Linked DNA regions of Pan troglodytes: region 2 is linked to region 1. The links are chromatin contacts, called in public Hi-C maps. All regions are on one chromosome and are shown on one strand. Each heading gives the region's core, a stretch centred on a gene start, on an enhancer-like site or on the middle of the called end of the contact. The rest is flanking DNA. Distances are from core to core; before and after follow the strand shown. Region 1 has its middle 22 kb from the start of PTAFR. Region 2 has its middle 14 kb from the start of THEMIS2.

Region 1 (4,405 bases), core at 1,199-3,698:
ATAAGTGGAGACAGGTGGTTTCAGGTATTGTTCATGGTGGAATCATTCATTCAGTAATACCTCCAGGGAAACAGGCTCTTACTATGCTTCTCCGTCCTCTGTGGAGGGTTTGGCATCTCATAGTTGCAAGAAGTTTCTAGCACCACATCTTATAACAACTACCAAACAGAAATAAGTCATCCAGGGAGCAAAATTTTTCCCAGAAGATGTCACTGGTTAGAAAATGGGTCACAGGGACCCCTCTTGGTAAGTTTGGCTGGGAGAGCTGCGAAGAACAGACAGGCAATATACCAAGCCTTACTCCTTGGGATTGGGCACCTGTTTCCAATAAAATAAAGTTGGTAAAGATGAAAGAATGCCTGCTGGAAAGGCCGGGCGGGGTGGCTCACGCCTGTAATCCCAGCACTTTGGGACGTCAAGGCAGGCGGATCACAAGGTCAGGAGATCGAGGCCATCCTGGCTAACACGGTGACACCCTGTCTCTACTAAAAATACAAAAAATTAGCCGGACGTGGTAGCAGGCGCCTGTAGTCCCAGCTACTCGGGAGGCTGAGGCAGGAGAATGGCGTGAACTCGGGATGCGGATCTTGCAGTGAGCCGAGATCGCGCCACTGCACTCCATCCTGGGCGACAATGAAACTCCGTCTCAAAAAAAAAAAAAAGAATGCCTGCTAGAAACAACAGTGTCTGGCACAGAAGGGGTGGGACTTGAGGGAAAGATGTTTCAGTCAGAGAGAATGGCATGTGCAAAGGCCCAGAGGGTAAGAGAATAGCCCATTCATGGGACTGAACAACATTTGTTATGCTTAGAGCACAGACGAGGTGAGATGAGATCAGGGAGATCATAATGGCATATTGAGGAATTTGGGTTTCAGTCAGGACATCGTATTTTCCTAGATGGACCAAAGTCTTCCCACTTACTTTCTGGCACATTTTAATGACAGACCCACTGGGAAGATCAGCAGTGGTCCCAGCCCATTCTCATAACCCTGCTTGGAGCAATCTCTGTGATGACGTGGCTGGGGAGAGGAGTGTATGCTGGGCATTGACTTGAGGCAGTACAGTCAAGACTGGCCTCCAGGGTGGGGCTGTGGCTATGGCAGTGCCATCCTCTCCCACCCCTTCATCCATGAATAGGTTAAGGGGAGCTCTCTGGGTAGGGAAGGCTTGCTGGAGGAGTGCCAGGGCCCAGAAGAAAATGAAAGGCTGGATGAGCCACTTTTCTTGTTTTCTGTAAATAGTGGAGCAGATAGGCTCCCCAGCTGTGGAGCCAACTGCTGGCAAGATGACCTTTGTGGGCAGAGGTGAGGTGGAAGGAGCCAGCCAGGTATGGGTAGAAACCCGGCATATGGGCCAGTAACATCAACTCTGAGCCTCAGCATCCTGGTATGTAAAGTGGGAACTGCACCTTTAAAATGAAGTGTAGGCTGGGCGTGGTGGTTCATGCCTGTAATCCGAGCACTTTGAGAGGCCGATGCAGGCAGATCACTAGAGGTCAGGAGTTTGAGACCACCCCGGCCAACATAGTGAAACCCCGTCTCTACTAAAAATAAAAAATTAGCTGGGCACGGTGGTGCAGGCATGGTGGTACGTGCCTGTGTCCCAGCTACTTGGGAAGCTGAGGCAGGAGAATCACGAACCCGGGAGGTGGAGGTTGCAGGCAGTGAGCCAAGATCTTGTGCCACTGCACTCCAGCCTGGGTGACAGAGCGAGACTCTGTCTCAAAAAAAAAAAAAAAAAAAAATTGTAACCACTGAAAGAAAGCATCAGCTGTTGTTGCCTTCGGCATTCCAGTCACCTGAACGCCCGCACCCTATGGCTGTGGCTTCTCAGCTGCTTCCTGGAGCAGCCACAGCCAGCTTCACTTTCTGGCCCCTCCCGCTTCCCTGGGGCCCCAGTGGAAGTAGGAAGAAATGTGTGGGAGGTTGTGGATGGGTCTGGGCCTGCTCTAAGGGTGGAACTCAAGGAAACAGGATTTGCCCCTCTAGATTTCCTTCTCCCTCTCCCCAACCTCAACCTAGCACATCTGGATCATCTGCCTCTTGCTGGAGGTTATCAGTGCTTCTCACCATTAGAACTGGGGGCTCGGAGCTCGACAAGGGCCCTGTGGAATGAGTGCAAAAGGGCGTGAAGTCACCCACCTCCTTGAGTTTTCTGCTCTACCACTCATTAGCATTGTGTCTCTGGCAAATCATTTCCCCTCTCTGGACTTTAGCTGCCTCCTCTGGTAAAATGAGGGTAAAAACACCGTCTCCATTCGTGTTTTGCAAATCAGTGAGATTCTGTTCATTATAAAACAAATGGAGGCAAACCTTCCAAATGGAGACAATATGCCTGCATTTGGCATCAGACAGACTGGAGTTTGAATCCTGACTCTACTGTGTGTGGTATCCTGAGGACTGAGGAGGTCAGGGAAGCCAGGTGCCCAGCACAGTGGGGTGCACAGTGGCCGTTCCTCCCTGCCCCACTCCTGCTGGTTGTTCCCTGCTTAAATAAAGGGATGAAAGAGCTGAGGATTGAGGACACCTGGGAAGCTTGTTAAAAAGACATTTCTTTTTTTTTTTTTTTTTTGAGACAGGGTCTTTGTTGCCCAGGCTGCAGTGTGGTGGCACGATGATCATGGCTCACTGCTGCCTCAACCTCCCGGGCTCAAACTATCCTGCCTCACTATGTTGCTCAGGCTGGTCTCGAACTCTGGAGCTCAAGCAGTCCTCCCACCTCAACCTCCTACAGTGCTAGGATTATAGGCATAAGCCACCGCACCTGGCCTACAAGGACATTTTCTGATCTCCCTGAAGATTCTGATTCAGGGTGGGGTATGTGTGTGTGTGGTGGGGAGACAGACAGCTGGATCTTTAACAAGCTCCCAACTTAACCCAGCCAGGGATGGAGCCATCAGGCAGGGACAGCCAGTCCTCCAAGAGGTGGGGGGTGGGTGGAGCTTAGGGTTCTGTCAGTGATGCCATTATCCTAACCACATACCTGTGGCTTAGTGGGGCTGCCATTCCTCTGGTGGGAGATAGGCAAGCATAGCTAGAAACAGCCTCTGAAGGATTGAACCCTCCTCTCCTTGGCTTCCTCTGGAGTCCTTCCAAGCCTGTATTGCTCCATGGGCTGCTACCTTGGAATCGCCTGGGTGCTTGTTAAAATTTCACTCTTCCTGGCCCCATCACCAGCACTGCTATATCAGAATCTTTTTTTTTTTGAAATGGGGTCTTGCTCTGTCACCCAGGCTGGAGTGCAGTTGCGATCATGGCTCACTGCAGCCTCAATCTCCTGGGCTTGAACGATCCTCCTACCTCAGTCTCCCAAATAGCTGGGACTGCAGGTGCAAACCACCATACTTAGCTATTTTTTTTTTTCTTGGTAGAGATGGGGTCTGGATTTGTTGCCCAGGCTGGTCTCGAACTCCTGGTCTCAAGTGATCCTCTACGGCAGCCTCCCACAGTGATGAGATTACAGACATACACCACTACGCCTGGCCTAAGCCTTTATTTAATTAATTTATTTTATTTTTTATTTTTTTGAGATGGAGTCTCACTCTTGTCAACCAGGCTGGGGTGCAATGGTGCAATCTCAGCTCACTGCAACCTCGACCTCCTGGGTTCAAGCGATTCTCCTGCCTCAGCCTCCCGAGTAGCTGGGATTACAGGCGCCCACCACCATGCCTGGCTAATTTTTGTATTTTTAGTACAGACGGGGTTTCACCATGTTGACCAGGCTGGTCTTGAACTCCTGACCTTGGGTGATCCACTCACCTCAGCCTCCCAAAGTGCTAGGATTACAGGCGTGAGCCACCCCGCCCGGCTAAACTTTTATTTTTAACAAGTTCTCCAACTGAGTCTGATGTGGGGAAAGGAGTTGACCCCTAAGCCTGGGACACTCGACAGGAGCTTGGGTAAATAAAGTGATTTTCATTTACTGAATTCCTGGTACGTGCCAGTCATCATGCTAAGTGTGAGGTAGGGAGTATGTGTGGCTCTTACAGACTCAGGAAATAGGCTCAGAAAACATTCACTGCAGGGCTCAAGCTGAGGACCAGAGGCGGCGGTTAAGCCCTCATCTGGCAGATTCTTAGAGCTGGCATTTGAGAATGTTCACCTATGCCATGGCCCAGTTTGCTTTCCTCTGTGGCCTGACACCTCTGCTCCCTGCTAAGCCCAATATTTTGGTTGTGGTAGGGGGCGGTGGGGAGAGGTATTAATAGAAATAGAGTAACTTTCAGTGCAGAATGTGCAAAGCTGGAGCACTGAGTGCAGTCCTAGGCTTTTGCCAGAACTCTGAGGTGCAAGGGTTTGTCTTCTCCCTCAGCCTGATGGCTATGGGGACAGGGATGGCTTTGTCTCCCTCTCAGCCAGATATGGCTTCAGAAGGCAGAAACTTCTCTTTCCCAGAGGCTGGGCAT
Region 2 (4,405 bases), core at 747-3,246, 340 kb after region 1:
GGTTGCAGTGGGCTGAGATCATGCCACTGTACTTCAGCCTGGGTGACAGTGAGACTCCATCTCAAAGAAAGAAAAAAGAAAGCAGGGCTTCACTCTGGATTGGATGCTGTGCAGAAGCAAGGGTATTTCTATGGCTGAGGACATTAATATATTTTATCTAGAGGGAGGCAAGACTAGACCAAAGCTAGAGCTGTGATCTGTAAGAAGCAACAGCGTCTCCTATGAGCCAGGACAGGGGTATTGTATTCGTTTCTGGGTCCGCTGTAACAAATGACTACAAACTTGGCAGGTTAAAGCAACATAAATGTATCCTCTCACAGTTCTGGAGGCCAGAAATCAAAGTGTTGTAGGGTTGGTTCCTTCTGAAAGCTCTGAGGCAATCCTCGTGCTCCTTGGCTTGTAGACAGATCATTCTAACCTCCACATCTTCCCATGGCCTTTCCTTCTGTGTCCCCGTCTTCTCCTTTTCCAGTTTTTGTTTGTTTTTTGTTTTGTTTTGTTTTTTGAGATGGAGTCTTCCCTGTCGCCCAGGCTGGAATGCAGTGGTGTGATCTTGGCTCACTACAACCTCTGCCTCCTGGGTTCAAGCAATTCTCTTGCGTCAGCGTCCCAAGTAGTTGGGATTACAGGCGCCCACCACCATGCCCGGCTAATTGTTTTGTATCTTTAGTAGAGACAGGGTTTCACCATGTTGGCCAGGCTGGTCTCAAACTCCTGACCTCGTGATCCACCCGCCTTGGCCTCCGAAAGTGCTGGGATTACAGGCGTGAGCCACCACTCCCGGCCTCCTTTTCTGTCTCCTATTAGGTCATTCCTGGATTAGGGCCCATCCTAATGCAGGACGATCTCATCTGAAGATCCTTACCTTAATTACACTTGCAAAGATCCTACTTCAACTGTGACATTCTGAGGTCCTGGATGAATGTTTTAGGGCCTACAAGTCAACACCCACTGCAGGGATGATTGGTCCTTTTTGTGGCTTGGACAATGTTCATGTTTTATTTGTGCTCAGACATGACTGTGGAGTGGCCCTGTTTGTGTCGTGATCCATCGTGGTCCCAGGTGGTTTGTCTGTTGCTGATGTCCTGTGAAGTCATTTAGGTTCAGCTGGAGAATACCGAAGCCCCGCTGGGCTCCAGGAGGTCAGGGCCTGCTTTTCTCTTTCTCAACGTAGGGACAGGGAGCGAGGGAGCCCTGCTGATGCCTGGGAGAGAGACCCAGCCACAGGGGCAGGGCAGGCATGTGCCCTGAGGGTGGAAGGAGCAGCCAGAAGCCCATGGGCTATAGGGGAGCGAGCAAGGGGAAGCAGAGAGGTGATGGGAGGGTGACGGCGTGCAGGGCAGGGTGAGGCTGGCTCTCACTCAGAGGGAAATGAGGGGCCGCAGAGAAGCAAACATGACCAACTGTGGAGGGAGCGAGTGTTGGGGGAAGAGCCTGCCTGGAGTAGGTTCAACAGCAAATGGAGGAGAGGAACTAGGGACAGAAAGTGGAGCAGAGAAATGGGAGGGCGGCTGGGGCAGCTGGCGGGGAGTGGAATCAAGAGGGTTTGCTTAATTTTCCATGAAGGAGAGGACAGTAATGGTGAGTCTGGATGCTGCTGCCAGTGACCCAAAGGAGAGGGAGGACTGCCGCCAACAGGATGGGGCACAGTGGGAGCAGGTGCCTTGATGGGGGAGGCGGGGATGTGGGGGCCGCCGAGGCAGGCAGGCTGGGAGCCGAGGTGAGGGGCTCAGGGGTGCACTTCCTGCTGGTAACCCTGCCCCTGGCTATGGGCGCCAGCCTCTATGGGGAGCTGCCCAGGCCCAACCTGGCACAGCTGTTGAGACTGAGTAGTATTTGAAGCCCCACATACCACAAAGGGGACAGAGATAGAGACAGAGGGGACAGGAACTCGAGAAGGAAAAAAACTCAGGGAACAAAATCCAGAGCCTGTCACAGATGTGGAAAGAGCAGGGGAGGAGCCTGGGCTGGAGACTCCCCTGCACCGTCCCTGCTCCAAAACCTCAGGGCCGGGCTAGAATCCCCACTGCATGGCTTGCCAGGGCTGTGACCTGGGTCTGTGTACCCTGAGCCTCAAGTTCCCCATCTGTAAAATGTGGACACTGCCAACCTCCTCTCAGGGCTGTGCCCGGGGGAATTAAGGAGGTAAGTCACATAAAGTGCCCGGCAGTGAGCCAGATTATCTTCCCTCCCTCTCTCATCTCATGCCTCACAGCCCTGAAGGTCTTTCAAAAGTGGGCACAGGGCCCAGCCTGCTGGCAGAGGCTGGAACTGCACCCATGCCCCTGTTAAAGGTAGAAGCTTCAGCATCCAATTCCCTCCAGGGAACAGGCAATGGTTTTATTCCCTCTCCACAGAGAACATCCAAACTCCACAGGCATTCAAGGACCTTCCCTCCACCCCAGCATATGCCAGACTTTAGTCCACTCTGCCCCATCTGTGCTCCCACAGTAGCCCCTGCGTGGAGCACCCTCCCCTCCACCACGTGGAGACATCCAATGTCATGCTCTTTGAAGCCCCCCCTCCCCTCCCACAGGCAGAACTAACGGAGAACTCTCTCTTCAGTCTTTTTTTTTTTTTTTTTTTTTTGTGATAGAGTCTCGCAGTGTCACCCAGGCTGGAGTGCAGTGGCACGATCTTGCTCACTGCAACCTCTGCCTCCCGAGTAGCTGGCATTACAGGTGTGCGCCACCATGCCTGGGTAATTTTTGTATTTTTAGTAGAGATTGGGGTTTCGCCATGTTGGCCAGGCTAGTCTCGAACTCCTAACCTCAGGTGATCCGCCCGCCTTGGCCTCCCAAAGTGCTGGCATTACAGGTGTGAGCCACTGAGCCCAGCCATCTTCAGTCTTCTTGAAACACCTGGACTTTTCTCTAGATCTGCTAAGCTGTGAGAAAGAGAGCACTAGAACACCTGCTTGTCTCCCTGCGTGGAGAGATTCATGAGAGGCCAGGGACCCCCTTATTCACCTGCTACCCCATGGATTTTCTATCATCTGAACCTGACCATTCACTGCCCGGGCTGAGACCTTCCCAAGGAAGCCTCCCCTGCTCTAGGTGAGGGTGTGTGTGATGTCAGTTTCTCTGCATTTTCCAAAATATCTACCTGAGCATGTCTTTTTTTTTTTTTTTTTTTTTAAGAAAAATATCCTTCAGTGCCTTCCTGGTAATTCCCTAGCAAAGCTTACAGGGTAGGCTCTCCTCCCTGCTCCCACTCACCAGCCACCCCCATCCCATGTCCTCTTTCCACACCCCTCTCATGGTGGCCCCTCTGCTGGGAAAACCATGGTCCACATGCCTCAGGTAATAAATTCCTATTGCTATTCTCGCCGGCTCCATCCTTCCACTCGAGCTGTCAAGGGTCTAGACAGCATCTGAGTGCATGGCTGTCTCCCTCTAGGTGAGCCTCTTGTAGTAGCTGGGGTAGCAGGGGTGGTGCACTTCCATAGGCCCAAGTCATAGACGTCTGATCCATCCAAGGTGAATGAAGCAAGTCCTCACTGCCATAGTTTGCTCATTTGCAAAATGAAGGGTCTAGACAGAACCTCCCAGGTCTCTTTTGACTCTGAAATTCTGACCTATATTTAGTAGTGAGCATATTTTAGGCAAACGGTCATCAAACAGCTGATCCTGGGCCAGGATCCCCTGGGGAACGGGCTGTTCAGTCAGTAGATGTCTTTCTCCACAGGATTTACCACCGTCTCCCACCCTGGGGAGGGGAACATGGGTCTACCTTCCCTTCTTAGCAGGTGGCCCATCAGTGGGCACAGGATTTCGGGGAAACCAGCAGTCAATTCTCATCCGGGCTGGGCCTGTGTCCCAAGATAGGGACAGGCTGTGTCCCTCAGCAGCACTGTGCTCACATGAGTATGAGGCCACTGCTGATCCTGGTAGTGAACAGAAGGGGCTCATCCATCTGTATTGTCATCCAGAGCTAATTAGGGTAAGAGGCAGTTGAGCCCCATCTTGGAGTGCTTATCTCTGAGGGCACCTAAAACATAATTGGAATCAGAAGTATGGCGCCAGCTAAGCCAGGTTTCCACACATACATGCCTCCCCAGTTCTGCTTCCGCTTAACTGGGCCCTTAAAGTACATGAAATATCAGCCGGGGGCCGTGGCTCACGCCTGTAATCCCAGCACTTTGGGAGGCTGAGGCAGGCAGATCACCTGAGGTCAGGAGTTTGAGACCAGCCTGGCCAACATGGCAAAACCCCACCTCTACTAAAAACACAAAAATTAGCTGGGCATGGTGGCTGGTGCCTGTAGTCCCAGCTACTTGGGAGGTTGAGGCAGGAGAATCGCTTGAACCAGGAAGCGGAGGTTGCAGTGAGCCGAGATCGCACCACTGCAGCCTGGGGGACACAGTGAGACTTTTGTCTCAAAAAAAAAAAAAAAAAATCCTTGC

What was found. Hi-C and Micro-C count contacts between places; a contact is called where the count stands out from the background.
Region 2: a contact with region 1 is called in a Hi-C map of induced pluripotent stem cells, with 2.0 times the contacts expected there. The contact joins two enhancer-like sites. A contact is called at or near these places in 3 of 7 Hi-C or Micro-C datasets (induced pluripotent stem cells and stem cell-derived neural progenitor cells).

The regions. Positions count from the first base shown.
Region 1 is chr1:202,795,518-202,799,922 of NHGRI_mPanTro3-v2.0_pri, forward strand. No RefSeq gene overlaps it. Among named protein-coding and RNA genes, the nearest start is that of PTAFR, 22 kb to the right of the region's middle. Within about 2 kb of position 2,449, at least 3 of the 24 cell types and tissues checked have an H3K27ac peak or open chromatin away from gene starts, as enhancers often do. A contact at or near this core is called in induced pluripotent stem cells, where this site is marked.
Region 2 is chr1:203,135,660-203,140,064 of NHGRI_mPanTro3-v2.0_pri, forward strand. No RefSeq gene overlaps it. Among named protein-coding and RNA genes, the nearest start is that of THEMIS2, 14 kb to the left of the region's middle. Within about 2 kb of position 1,997, at least 12 of the 24 cell types and tissues checked have an H3K27ac peak or open chromatin away from gene starts, as enhancers often do. A contact at or near this core is called in induced pluripotent stem cells, where this site is marked.